2 separate regions of the Zea mays genome follow, and region 2 is linked to region 1. A link is a contact called in public Hi-C data. All regions are on one chromosome and are shown on one strand. The core of a region is the stretch at or near the end of the contact, and the rest is flanking DNA. Distances in the headings are between cores, read along the strand shown.

Evidence for each region. A called contact is a pair of places that touch in the nucleus more often than the background predicts.
Region 2: a contact with region 1 is called in a Hi-C map of endosperm, with 5 times the contacts expected there. The contact joins the promoter of LOC606406 here to the promoter of LOC100193237 in region 1. A contact is called at or near these places in 2 of 25 Hi-C or Micro-C datasets (endosperm and leaf).

The regions. Positions count from the first base shown.
Region 1 is chr9:55,015,706-55,022,775 of Zm-B73-REFERENCE-NAM-5.0, reverse strand. LOC100193237 reads right to left here and starts at 4,342. Exons shown (of 3, transcript NM_001138387.2): 1 at 3,772-4,342; 2 at 675-1,069; 3 at 1-582. The coding sequence starts at 1,064. The coding sequence ends at 28.
Region 2 is chr9:55,249,097-55,256,327 of Zm-B73-REFERENCE-NAM-5.0, reverse strand. It overlaps LOC606406 (glycosyltransferase), which reads right to left and starts at 2,553. Exons shown (of 6, transcript NM_001112281.1): 1 at 2,258-2,553; 2 at 2,027-2,131; 3 at 1,889-1,936; 4 at 1,631-1,750; 5 at 1,284-1,418. The coding sequence starts at 2,402.

The DNA.
Region 1 (7,070 bases), core at 3,093-5,592:
AGCATACTTAACTAAAACTAGAAAATTCTAGATATTGAAACGTCTTGCAAGAATCTCGTTCTGACGATCTTCATAATACTGCCGTTGTTTATAGTTCATGGTGCTAAGGTCCAAACCAATTATTCTGTCTTCTTCGAGCTGTCTTTGGAACGCAAACTTTTCTTTGTCCAATTTCATCCTTTCTTCTTGTAGAGCAAAGGCTTTATTGCACCTCTCCTCTTTCTTCAAGTCCTTTTCAAGGTCAGAATCTTTCTTCTTTGCAATTAGATAGTCTACAACTTCCATGGACGTACGTTGTCGTAGCTTTTGTTTCTCCTTCTTCTTACCGTCGGGTCTGCATGATGGTTCATCATGATCAGCACCCCCAAGAGGGGCATCTACGACAATTGCATTTGCAATTGATGCTGGAGAAGAATTTGTCGTTGTCTTCTGTTTCTTAGTGGCTGATTTTTTTGCACTTCCAATTTCCTTCCGCCTATCCATCCACTTGGGCTTGTCCTTCAAGATTTTCCAGCAATGCAGGTATGAAAACTTCTTATCCTTGGGGTCTTCGGCCTTGAACATTACACATGCATTTGCGATCTGCACATGTCAAACCAAAAAAACATGAAATAGAGTTTTCTCAAATAATCATACCTAACACAAAATTAGTTTGCTGACAATGAAATAAAAACCTTGTCATCAATTGACCAACCACTATGATTCCTAGCCTCAACCCTAGACAGACATCCACAAAACAGATTCACATCATGTTGTATACCGGACCAACGATTCATTAAAGATACTTCAGAACGATTTGAGTCAAACTTCTTGTTTGCATTGAAATATTCATGTATCCTTCTCCATAGTGTGCCATGTGTTTGATCAACTCCTTGAATAGGATCCATGCCCACATTCAGCCAAGCTGACACAAGAAGAATGTCCTCCTCATCTCTAAAATTTTTGCTTCTACCCTGAGAACTCTTGGCTGTTGCACGACCATGCTGTATTCTTACATCACCACGAGTTGCTTGAGATTCTTCAATACCATTAACTAGGAGATTTGTGTAATACCCAGAATCCATGGTACCTGTGCAAAACATAATTATATGTGACGCTTCTAAAGGGACAACATTATATACCATACACTTCAAGGCTAATGAACACAAGAACAATGACCTATATTTTTGTATATACTAAACATAAGTAAAGATACGAAGTGCTTTGCTGTTTATACGCTACTTCCTTTCACTCATAAGGCATAAGTGACTTATTATCAATTTACTGTAAATAAAGCAATACTGGTACTCATGACTGAACAATTAATGTCGCAAGCATTCATCCGAGTTCATGACAATCTCAATAATACCATTGTTTACAGCAGGGGACTCAAGAGAACAAGTTCTGAAATAAGTTGCAAGCATGTACTAATGTTATTTAATTCATTGTAGTTACCATATGAAGCTATCACAATTCTTAAAATGTCAGTTTCAGCATACATAATTGGATTAAGTACCATGTCAACATAACGCAAATGGAGGTATCTCAACTTCATCTAATACATATGTTTCTGCAAAATGAACACACAAGATAAAATTGATTAGTTGGACCAACATAGCAGTGAAGGCCTCGTACCATCAAATTGAGTACCATTTGGCACATCCTCTGCCAGCTGATCCTCAATTGTTACAGGAACCACCCGATGATGCAACGATCCGACAGTGGATTCATCAAATTCTCCCTCTAGGTGACTTGTCTCTTGTTCCAGCCTTTGTTGGAGAAACTGGGAAACATGGACGTTGTCTACAGATCCGGTGCACATCCCAGTTTGTGTTGTCTCCATTGCACGAGGCCGCGGTGGCCGGAACATGGCATCGACTGGTCAATTGAAGATAGCGGCGGCGCGACCTGCACTATCGCGGATGGGTGCAGCGCGCATGGGCGGCAAAGCGCGGGGGAGCTACAGGTCGCGGACAGCTGCAGTGCGCATGGGCGGGAAAGCGCGGCGGCGGTACAGGGAGGGCGGGAGGGCGCGAGAACGGGATGGCTGGCCAGTCTGGGAGAGCGCGGGGGCGGTACAGAGAGGGCGGGAGGGCGGGAGATCGTGCGAGAGGGCGCGGGAACGGAATCGCTGGGAGAGCGCGGGGGCGGGATATTGCGATTTGGCGAGACACAGCAGCTCGGCAATATTGGCTAGCGACGGAGGGCGATGCCGAGCGAGATGGCGAAAGCGAGGTTGAAGAAGAGCTGTTGGATTCGGTTTCCACGGGATTTATGTTTTTTTTGCCGAGCGAATGATTTTTAACCTGTCTGTTGGAGCTGCTCTAAGAGCTAATAGCGGTTAATTAGTCGTTATAACCCATTAATCCTTATTACGCATAGCCTAAGATGAGCTATTTTTTTTAGCAAGAGGATCAACAGGACTGTAGTCTCCGAACTAATAAGAAGCAAAAGAAAAATAGGCATATTCAATATGGAAAGTCTATGCGGCTAGCAAACTCATCCCTAAAGTAAATAATAAAGAGGTGTAGGGACGGTTGCGACAGACATTCTGAATGGATATAGCCCCATGTAGGCCGTAGGGATAATTGAATCTGATGTGGAATCGAAGTTTAACATGATGAGGTATAGGGATGGTTGCTTGCGAAATCGGATTTGAATTTAATATGGAAGACAATATCTTCACCTCAATGGCTGAGCCGCAGCCGCCCACCGGCCAGCTCCTAGACCCAGCCGACACCCTAGCACTCATACGGCAGCCGCCCAGCGTCCCACGGCCCCGTGCTCCAGCCGACCGGTCGTCATGGCACATTGGCGCATCGCCGAGCACCCACGAGGCCGCAAGCGGTGAGCCCCGTTGTCACACGAACCGCGCCACCTCGCCCTAACGTCTGGTGGAATCGCAACGCCGCCGAGAAAGTGGGGCCTAGGACGGGGATGGCGACGGAGAGACCTCGAGGCTCGTTGTGCGGGCGCGAGAGGCAGGAGGCATGGTGCGAAGATGGCGTAGGGGAGGCGGGGAAGTGCACGTGAAGTGAGATGCCAACAAATGAAGAGGAAGATGTAGGGGTTGTTTGGTTTGCTACCTAAGACGCCACAGCATGCCTAACCTTTTCTGCCTAACCTTAGTTCTTCAATTCGAGCGACTAAGGTTAGACAGATTGTGGCGCCTTAGGTAGGAAACCAAACAGGCTTGTAGTACTTCGATCTGTTTCTGGAAAGTTCCCATCGTTTTGGCTGGAGTGTGGCTGCGTACGGAGGATATGTGGTCGTGTGTTTCAAATCGGACGGGCGATAGAAATTCAGGTGACGTGGATCACCTGGTCATGCCGCTTTGCGTCACGCTCCATTATATAGGAATTTTCCAAGAGCTTTTTTATGAAGTTTGCCACGTAAAGGGGTACGGATTTATCTCAGTTGTTGGATCATGATCTGCGACCGAGATTAAAAGCCTATCTATTGAACCAGTGCACACTACTAGCCGACTGATCCGCGATCCACGTCTGGTAGTTGCTCACGCCTTAACCAAATCGTATACATTCATTCCGATCTCAATGGCTCCGACTAAATTAAATGAAAGGGTATGCGATGCTCTAATCCGAGCCCTCCATTTATGGGTCGACGACCAGGAGCCATCCCCCTCGACCCCGATGGCCTGAGGCGGCGTCGCCGACCTCTACGGTGGCGCACCTCACCGGACTTACGCGTCTAGATGCCCCAAGCCCCAAACGACAATCCGAACTATGCTACAGGTCCTAAGAACTGAGGCAAATTGCTTGACGGAAAACTCACCTGTGGCGTAGACGTGGGGAAGCCTGGCAACGGCGTGGTGCGGCCGGTGATACCCCTAGGATTCCGGCGAGCAATCATCCACCACTCGAGGTCCCATTCGACCCCAGAAAGGTAGCCGCAGGACCCAGAACCAATGGCAAAGATCCCTAGTAGCTCTCCATGGGTGGCGCAGCGGTGTGCACATGAGATGGCCGCGGCGGCGATTTCGCCATGCCGCGGGACGGACCGGTGACGAAACCCAAGTTCGGCTAGAAATTATTGAATCTTCTGTTTGTCTTCCTTGATCCAGTGTCCGTGCACTCCCTAGCGAACCCCCCTTCTTGGCCTCAATGATTGGCTGATTACCGGTGAGATGCAGAGGAGCTCGCGGCGGATCCTCCTCGCTCTCTCTTCGTTCTCAGGTCCCGGCTAGGTGGGATGCTAGGGGAAATCACGGTGCCTTGCTTTATAGGGAGGTCGAACCCCAGCAACCCGAGCGCATCCAATGGACGCGAGCAACACGGAGATCTGCTATGGTGTTTGCGGGATTCAGGGATGAGTTTGTTTTGGTGTGAGGTAGATGCTGACGAGGCGACCCCACCAGTCATTCACGGAGGCGTGAGTGTGTAGCTGCATAGCGGGGCCCAGGTGTCGGCGCACACATGACTGAGCTAAGCTGCAGAGGAGTTATTAGGCCGGCTGGGCCGAGGGGAAAGAAAAGAAAACTGGGTTGGGTTGTGTTTTTCTCGTTTCCTTATTCTTTTTCTATTATAATTTTCAATTTTCAAATTCAAATGAGGTTTTGAATTTCAATTCATTTAGAATGCACAATCAAGAAAGACCCAACATGATGCAAAACGAAATCATTATTTTGTTTATTTAATTATCATTTTATTTTGTTCATTGCACAAATGCTTCCTAATATGTAATTCATATACCCAAAATATATGTGTTAAGGAAATAATTCCTATTACATAATTAATTTATTTTTCTTAATTTTTTCTAAAAGGTAGCTTAACTAATTATTTTATAGATTATATACAAACTATTAGTTTAACAAAGGGTGATTTTATACAAGTATCTTTTATTAGAAAACACTTTTATTTAGAAACATATTCATTTTGGGGGAATCAACTCCAAGAGTAGATGAAAAATTTCTTATTCAGGATCTCTTTAATTCAATACTTTTGGAGAATTGTCTTAAATCCCAAAATGGAGATTTGAGGTGTTACACTAGACCTCTCTAAACTCATCGTAGCATCCTTCATGCTCCTTCAATGGTACCTGTTCTTGACCTGGTGTGATTATAGCAAGTGTTGGAACTTGCTCTCAGTCGCAAGGAGGCCAACAAGGGTGAACAGTGATGACAACAGGGTTACGTGCAAGAAGGCAATAGCTCTGTTAATCTGGCCTCCCACGGGCACTGTACAGGGGTATTTATAGGTACCTGGGCGCCCAGCGCCTTGTGTTAAGGACGCATGTGCCCTCAGCTACCTAGGTTATCCCCAAATATTCCCATAAAGCGGGGTTACAGACTGTAATTACAGGGATGCCTTTACAAATTAGGCCCGTAACACGCGGCGGCCACGCAGGGCCCGTTACAATGGGCCGGATCGCACGTGGGCCTCTGAGCTGGACGAGGCCGCACTGTGGGATGACTTCGTCGCCGGTCTTCGTCTGGTGCCGATCAAGCGAAGTGTGTCCCTGCCTGTTTTGTCTCTGTCAGAGCAGCAGCTGCCGCGAAGGCTTCGAGCGAAGGGTGACGTCTTTGCCTTTGCCCCAACATTTGCCCTCCGAGGGACCAGTTCGACAAAGTCACCTGGTACCGAAGACGTCGCTAGATGGCGGAGACGCTGCCCTCGCTCGAAGTGGTTCCGCGGGGGTTTTTGATGTGACCGTTGATTGACGGCGTACTGTTGGATTGCGGGTTTCCCGAAGCGGCGCGCCCTGCCTATAAAATGGGGCGGGGGTCGTTGCTTTTTGAACTTCACTTTCCGCGCTCCGTGAAAACCCTAGCCGCCCGCCGCCTTGCTGCTCGTCTGCCCGCTGTGCTCTCGTTCGCCGGAGATCTGGCTCGAGTGAAGCAGACCGCCCGCCGCCGCCGACGGTACGTAGCGATGCCGTCCTCTTCTTCTTCCGCTGCCGCTACGCCGTCGGCCGATTCCTCGCCGCCGGCCGCCGGCCGCCGCCTCGTCGGAGGAGACGCTGAGTAGTTTGATGGCGGAGGAGTTGCGCGCCGGCGATTCTGTTGATTTTGGCGTGTCGCGGATGTCGTCGGTCCGCGTGCAAGATATGCAGCGGTTGGGTTACTTCGGCGGCGGAGTCGCTCGTGCCCCGGGGACGGAGGAAGTCCCCGAGCCGGAGGGTGAGTTGGTTGTTTTCGAGGCGTTCTTTGCCGCCGGTCTCCGCTTGCCTGCGCACCGGTTTGTTGGCGAAGTCCTGCGCAGGTTCAACGTTCAAATACATCAGCTGACACCAAATGCCGTGGTGGCTCTGTCGAAGTATGTCTGGGCGACGACTTCGTACGGCGGACAGCCATCGGTTGAAGTTTTTGCGAAGTATTATTGTTTGCACTGGCAGAAGAGGATGATTGGGGACGAAGTCGCTCAGTTTGGGTCCTGCACATTCACGCCGAAGACCGGCAAGACCACGATGCAGGTAGTCGAGTTGGTTCCTTGCGCCCGCAACAAGTGGGGCAACTGGAATGAATTTTGGTTTTACGTTGCTGAGGGTACCGTCGAAGGCCATGAGGGACTCCCCGTGTCCGAGATGTGTTCTCATTATTACTCAGCGTACCCGCCCTTTGAAGTGGCAGAGGAGGACGTGGACGAAGGGGCCCTTCGGTGCGCTGCCAGCCTGAGCAGTGGGCGTGATTTGGTTGAAGAGTTTGTCGCGTACGGGGTATAGCCCTTGGCGCATGGCTGGGCGTTGGGCGAAGTATGCCCTCGCCAGATGCCTTTTCACGGTGGAAGGGTGGTGCGAAATCCTGCCTTCGCACTGAATCTGCGAAACCGCGACCCGGCTGCCTTTGTGCGTGAGGCGGAGGATGGGGCGGTGCGGCTCGTTGGACGTTACGTGCCGAGGACAGAGGGCCAGCGCAGCTTTGATATCCGCGGGTCGAATGACCGTTTGAACAGGGTTTTTGAATTAAATCAATTGCCGTATGACGGCTATCCTGGTCAAGACGACGTGGACCGCCGTGGGAAGAAACCGGTGGTGGAGGCTGGAGACGACCCTGCGCCGGCGGCCGCCCCATCCTCTAAAAAGAGAAAATTAGGTACTGCTATGGGAGGACTTGGGGTTTCTGATAGTTTTGCTAG
Region 2 (7,231 bases), core at 1,304-3,803, 240 kb before region 1:
TTGGCAGAAATAGCTGGACCATCGCAAGTGAGAACGAGACACTTTAGGGCTAGTTTGGGAGCCATGATACCGGAGGTGCTAAATTTCTCTTGCTATTTAATTTTGAATAGGAAGAGGATGAATAACAAGAGGATTTTAGCCCCTCCGATTCTCTCTGTTATCCTTGCTCCCAAACTATGTTTAATAAAAATAGCTTGACACCTAGACCATCGCAATGGAGAACAATACAGCAAGCTATGTTTAATCAAAATATTAGGCAGAAATAGCTGGACCATCGCAATGGAGAACGATACAGTTTAGGTAGATCCCAAGGAAAAAAAGACTAGAGGTTTTAATAAAAAAATTGTACTACGCTGTCTAAATTAAGATTTGTATCGATTCTCCGATCTAAACTTTAGTTAGCTAAAGTGGATGACTAAAACTTTGGACAAAGGCTTAAAGTTTGGTGAAACTGTCAGTCGGCACTTCACACCTCCTATTTAGAGACTAAAGAGCTAAAGTGATCTAAAGTTTAATAGCTAAACTTTAGACCATCGGATCCAAACATAATCTTAAGCACAAGAATATGAGTTTATCAGCACCGATGAAGACCATACACCTAGATGCTACAAAAACGCATTTAAGGATCCTGATATAAGAAATTACTATGGACCCATCTAGTGTGCCCACCACTCCCAGGACCCATGCCCTGAGAGCATGTCCTGGCTCTGGCCAAGACAAATGCTTAAACCTCCGGACAACTTGATCTCGTGGCACATCAAAGGAATGATATCCGCACCACCATATCCCATTAAGAACAACCAAGGGCCTGATTCGTTGCCTGCATGATCTAGCATGGCTCATATCCAATGAAACAGGCTCACTTGAGACAAGTTGTGTACATGCAATTCATTAAGTTTGGTTGGTTGCATGTGATTAGTCAGGCTGAGAAGAGATGATGTTTGGTTGATTGGGTTAGGATCGAGATGGAATGAGAATAAAAGATAAAAATCTAAGCTAGGACATTTTATTCTATCGCAAGACATAATAGAATATTTTATCAACTTTAATATAGCTATCCATATTATAAAGAGAGGAACTAAAGGTTCAAGAAGGTTACTTAAGTGTCACAAGGTGAAATGAGCTCATGTTTAGACCTAGTGAAGTCATAAAGTTCCACTTTAGACACAATTGGCAAAAGGCTAACTCACAAACACTAATGTTTGTAATTTGGCAAATCGAGGTCTTTCATGTAGAAGAAGCAGTACGCGAAGCATAAATAAAGATAAGAATGGGGTACACACCGTCTTGCTTGGCATTTTGGGTGTCCTCGGTGTCATGAATAGTGTAGTTGGAAACGGTTGGGAGCGTCACTTTATGCTTCTCCGGCCCGTGGCCGCGGTCCTCCTTACTTTTCCCCTCGCCGTCACCTCCGCCGCCTGGACGTGAACAATCCAGGGCAAAATCGAGTGAGAAAAAGCGAACAGGGTGGAGCCTCTCAAATCATGGATCTGCGACTGCGAACGCCCACCGACTGTAACGAAACAAAAACGGAAACGGAAACGAAAACGGAAACGGAAACGAACGGATTTGGAATCGGGTGTCCGGTCCGGACAAGTTCATCATGAGCGGCTCAACTGCGACGCCTCACCTAGCACCTCCTCGTTGGATTTACGGCCGCTGCCGTCCTTGTCGGGGGTCAGCTCCGTCATCCCGCTGGTCGCGTCCGGCTCGCTCAGTACCCGGCTCTCTTCCTCCTCGCCCTTGAACCCTGCAGCGAGAGGGGATTGAAGGCAGCAGCAGTAGCGCATACGTCAGTCGAACAGCGGCGTAAACAAGTAAAATTGAGCGAGAAAGAACACCTTTCAGATAAGATTAATCAATAAACAAAAAAAGAAAAGAAATTCACCCTGTGGTCTTGGATCGGCTTCGTCATCGACCACTCTAGGGTCTCCACCTGCGCAGGAAGAAACACCCAAAGTTCAGTAATTTTTTCCCCAAAGATAAAATGAGGTCTCCAGAAATTCGACGGGGGGGGATTGCTCACGCAGTGCGTCGGTGGAGGTCTCAAGTGCGGTGGCGGGGGGCGAGTTAACCTTCTGCTGGATCAGGATGGACGTCGGCGCCTGGTCCACCGGCAGCTTGCCGTTCACTGAAAAAAAAGAGAGGCGAACACGAAGTTCGGTTAGTTAACGAAATTGATTGAAAGGTAGTCGCGCTCGAAGGGAGGCAAAGGTGAGAGCAATCGAGTTCCGATTCGCTGAATTCTTTTACTTACGGCTGGACAGGATGGAATCGGGCTTGGAGATGACGACGAAGGTCAGGGAGACGAGGAAGAAGCCGGCGACGATGACCAGAAGCCGGAACCGCCGAGATTCCTGCCGGACGCCCCGCATCTGCTTCGGCCGCTCGCCGGACTTCATCCTGCCCTTTTCCACCTCTTGGCCCCGCCGACTAGAGGCGTGCAGCAACCAGAGAGTGGCGAACTGGCGACAGGAGGCGGCTGCCCGGACGTCGTTGTGTCAAAGAAATGAAACACGGCACAGGAGGAAGCAAGAAGACGCAAGTCAGGCGACTTGGCTTCCTGCGTCTGCGTGTGCTGGTTCCCCTCTATCTATGTGGGCCTCTGACCAGAGGGCCGCGGCGGGAGACTAGGAGGTGGGGTGGGTGGCAGATTCTGTCTGACCCAGACCCAGCGGACAGTTGGGCATGTTCGTAGTATGGAACTATGGAGGCCGCCCTGTGCAAGTGCAACGCCCGGAGATGCGGTAGCTGGCTGCTAGGCTGGCGACCGAGTGACTTGATCGCCTCTGCTTTCGAAGGTGTTTCCTTCCTCCGATCTCACTCTCACGTTGGCTTTTGATTAGTCTCTCGCATCGTTGGAACAAGTCCGCGCGGCACTGCGACACGCCGCTCCGTATTTTAAAAGATCTATCAATCCCACGGCCCACGGGGGAAGGCCAGTGCGACAAACAGGAAAAGCACATGGAAAAGTGATGCAACAGAGCATAGCAGCTGATGTCAGCTAGCCTAGACAGCTATGGAATGAAAAGCACGGAAATAAATATTAGTTGAGGTAAACGTGATTAAGAATAGATTCTAGCTAGTATTATATAGTACTAATACAACTTGATGCAATTAAATATGAGACGCAATAGCCATCTCTTTCCTTAAGAGAACTCCATCCGCTCATATCGCTTTGTGTACCGTACCGATCAAACTTTATAACTAATTTTGTCGAAAATATTAGGAGTATTTTATATTTTTAAATAAATTTATTGTAAAAATGGATATGATAATATATTTAATGATATTAATCATGTGCTATAAATATTAACATCTTTTATATCTTTGGTTAACGTTAAAAATAGCAGTCACCTCAGAAAACGACAATGATAGTTATTTTAAGACTGAGAAAATATTCTTACCGTTTCTTTTTATAGTAGCTAAATGTCTTTGCGTTGCACTAAGGAAAAGTAATACCACGATAATACAAATTAGAATATCCAAAAAATTAATAATACTCGCTCATTTCTAAAATACAATTAACAGATGAATGTAGTGTGTATGCATATTTATATTTATTATTAATTATTTCAATGTGGACAGGAAAAAATGAGGGCTAAAAAAGACTATATTTTGGAATGGTGGGTGTATTTTAAATATGAATGTTTGTAATATTAGTCTTTATGAAAATAAACACCTTAAACAAAAAAATGTTAGAAACCTCTAGCGCGATATACCGATGGCCAGATTATTGAAATGATGCATTGTTGTTTGTAAAAATGGCTTTCGCATATCTCTACTATATTGTGTCGCCTCCTAGCGAGGGGAGCAAATAAATTTTCCCTATCGCGTAAAATAGGTTCTGCATGTGGAGGATTTGAACCTTGCTCGTGTAATATAAAGCATTTGGCTTCTACCCCTGCAACTCATGCTTGTTTGTGTTATATAAAGGAGAGGTATTGTAACTATACACATATACTAATAATTTGAAAATAAAAAATATAATCATGTTTGAATAAATATCTCATTTAAGCAAGGTCTACATATATGATATATAAAAATCGTAGCAATGTACGAGCAACTAAGCAGTACGAGTGGAAACACAATTAACAGAACTACATTGTCGTGGAATGGTAGAAATGAGCATGAGCCTCAAGGAGCAATTGATAGAGGGCCATAAGATATTTCTCAAGTAAAATGCATCTGTGGTTTTCGAATTTGCCGTGTTGTATCACTTGGGTCTTCAAACTCTCAAAACCAGGTAAACGAATATTGAAACTTGGTGAGCCATCCAAAACTGCCCAAAACAAGATTTGCTCAAACCAGATGCCGACGTACGTTGTAGTCATCTGGGTCCTCAAACTTAGCATGTTGTGTCACTTGGATCTCCGAACATTCATTAGTAAGCTCCAACGTAGCATGTCATGTCGGCATTCTGTTTTAGCAAACCCCTTTTTGGACGGTTTTGCACGGGTTGATCCAGTTATAAGACTCGTTTTCTTGGTTTTTTTAGTTAAAGGATCCAACCCACGTAACACAGTGTGCCAAGTTCGAGGACTAATACTATATTTTACTCATATTTCTCCATATGACTTGCATCCTTTTTCTACATCTAACTTTTCTTTATCTTTTTATAACTAAGGTTATCTCCAGCAGCCTAACTTATCTCCTATTTCAAATAACATTTTGTAAATGGTACATGTGGACCTCAACCCATTTGTTTAGTGATTTTAAAGTTTGATGGTCAGCATAGCCTTTTGGAATAATGTGTTTGCTTGTGTTTATGTTTATAGCTCAAAGGATGTCGAGTGGACTTAGACTGAGACAAATGAGGAAAGCAACACCTTAAAGAAGACATTAAAACTAATTGAGGACTTACCAACATCATGAAAGAGCACAAGACATAAGACAAGAAAAACCTAAGAAATAAAACTCGAAGAAACAAGAAATTCAAGTTGCACAAATGTGCACCAGACCAGTCCAGAGTGCTGGCTAAACTGAAGATTGGGTTGAAAACCTATGTGCACCGGACCAGGTATGGTGAGCACTAGACAAGTCACCAGACTCATCATGCAGAGAGGGTGCACCATGCACCCAAAAGCATGTGGCACAAAGGATGGGTGCACAGTGCTCCAATGGTCGGCAACGGCTAGCCCCAACAGCTATGTGACGTGGCAGACACCGAACTATCCGGTGTACACATGTGACTCATAGGATGGGTCTGGGTGTTGTTAGGAATCTGTTAGACTTCAATGACTAGCTGATGTGGAAGGCACTAGACCAGGTTTGGTGTACACTAATGGCGCACTGGACATGTCTAGTGTGACACAGAAAAATCTACTTCCTTCCAACGACTTTTTGGGCTTGAGGCTCTATATATACCCACCCAACCTAGCATTTTCATGTGTGGAGAGCTAAGAGACATAGTGCATGTGTTGAGACATAGATCCTTTAGCTCGAAACACCCAAATGCTAAAATAATCACTCAGTAATTATCATAGGTGCTTTACAAAGTGCTTAGATTAGTTAAACCACTTAATTGGGATTCCCTAGGTTATGGCTAGTTGATTAGAGTGAGGTTAAACATGCTCAAATCCCTCAATGTATCGAGTGGGGCAAGAGTCTTGCAAGACCGCACCAACCATGTTTATGGTGTGGCCGCCACCATATACCAGAGGTCACGAGACATGGATGGAAATGTTCACATCTATAAGGCTCGACTTGTTGTAAAGGGTTTTCGACAAGTTCAAGGAATTGACTATGACAAGACATTCTCGCCAGTAGTGATGTTTAAATCTATTCGAAACATTCTAGCTATTGCCGCATATTTTGATTATGAGATTTGGCAGATGGATGTCAAAACAGATTTCCTTAATGGAAACCTAGATGAGGATGTGTATATGATACAGCCCAAGGGTTTTGTTGATCCGATCAATGCTAGAAAGATATGCAAACTTCAGAAATATATTTATGGGTTAAAGCAAGCATCTCGGAGTTGGAACATTCGTTTTGATGAAGTGGTCTTCCCAAATACTAGGATGAAGAAAAAATAAATGACTATGCATCTTATGACTCCAAAAAGAGTAATCTTCCCCATCAAAATGAGGAGGTTTGCCAAGAGGTATAGATAGTAAATGAGCATTGGAATTGTACGAAATTTGAGAATAATTAAAAGAATAATTTTAGTTCACCGTATTTTTCTTTGTAGAGGAATCATCATCGTCGTCGTCCTTTGGTGAGGAAGAGGAGGCGTCGCTGTCATAGTAGATGATCTTCTTGATGTGCCTCTTCTTATTCCCTTCCATCCTCTTGTTGTTTGAGCCTAAGTCGGTGGGCTTATCACCTTTTAGCTCTTCAATGTTGAGGGTCTCCTTCTCCTTGTCGTTGATCACAATCCCCTTGCCCTTAGGATCCATCTCTTCGGGCGGTTAGTCCCTTGATGAAGAGAACGGCTTTGATACCAATTGAGAGCACCTTGAAAGGAAAATGTGCCCTTGGGCCATTTCTAAGTATTTTGGTGATTTAGTGTCTAACACAAGTGCCTAAGTGTTAAATGGTGGACAAAGTACAAATCAAGTATAAAGGTATGTTTCTCAAACTTAGTACATTGTTTTAGAGACTAATGTATTGTGTCTAAGTGCTGGAAACAGGAAAAATCAAGTTGAAACTAAGGATGGCTTTGTTCAGCCAGAGTCAGCCTTGTCTGGGTGCACCGGACTGTCCGGTGGTGCACCGGACAGTGTCCGGTGCGCCAGGCTGGCTCAGGCGAACTTGCTGCTCTCGGGAAGTGATTAACGGCGTACGGCTAAAATTCACCGGACTGTCCGGTGTGCACCGGACTGTCCGGTGAGCCAACGGTCGGCTGCGCGATCCGCGCGAGACACGTGGCCGAGCCAACGGTCGGAAGGGGGCACCAGACTGTCCGGTGTGCACCGGACAGTGTCCGGTGCGCCAACGGCTCCAAAGCGCCAACGGTCGGCTTCGCCAAAGAAGGAAAGAAATCCGCACCGGACAGTGTCCGGTGGTGCACCGGACTGTCCGGTGCGCGAGGCGACAGAAGGCAAGAATTGCCTTCCTGGAATGCTCTCAACGGCTCCTAGCTGCCTTGGGGCTATAAAAGGGACCCCTAGGTGCATGGAAGAGAACACCAAGCATTCCTTGAGCATTGTTGATCACTCTCACTTCATTCTTGCGCACTTATTCGACATTCTTAGTGATTTGAGCTCCATTCTAGTGTGAAACTCGT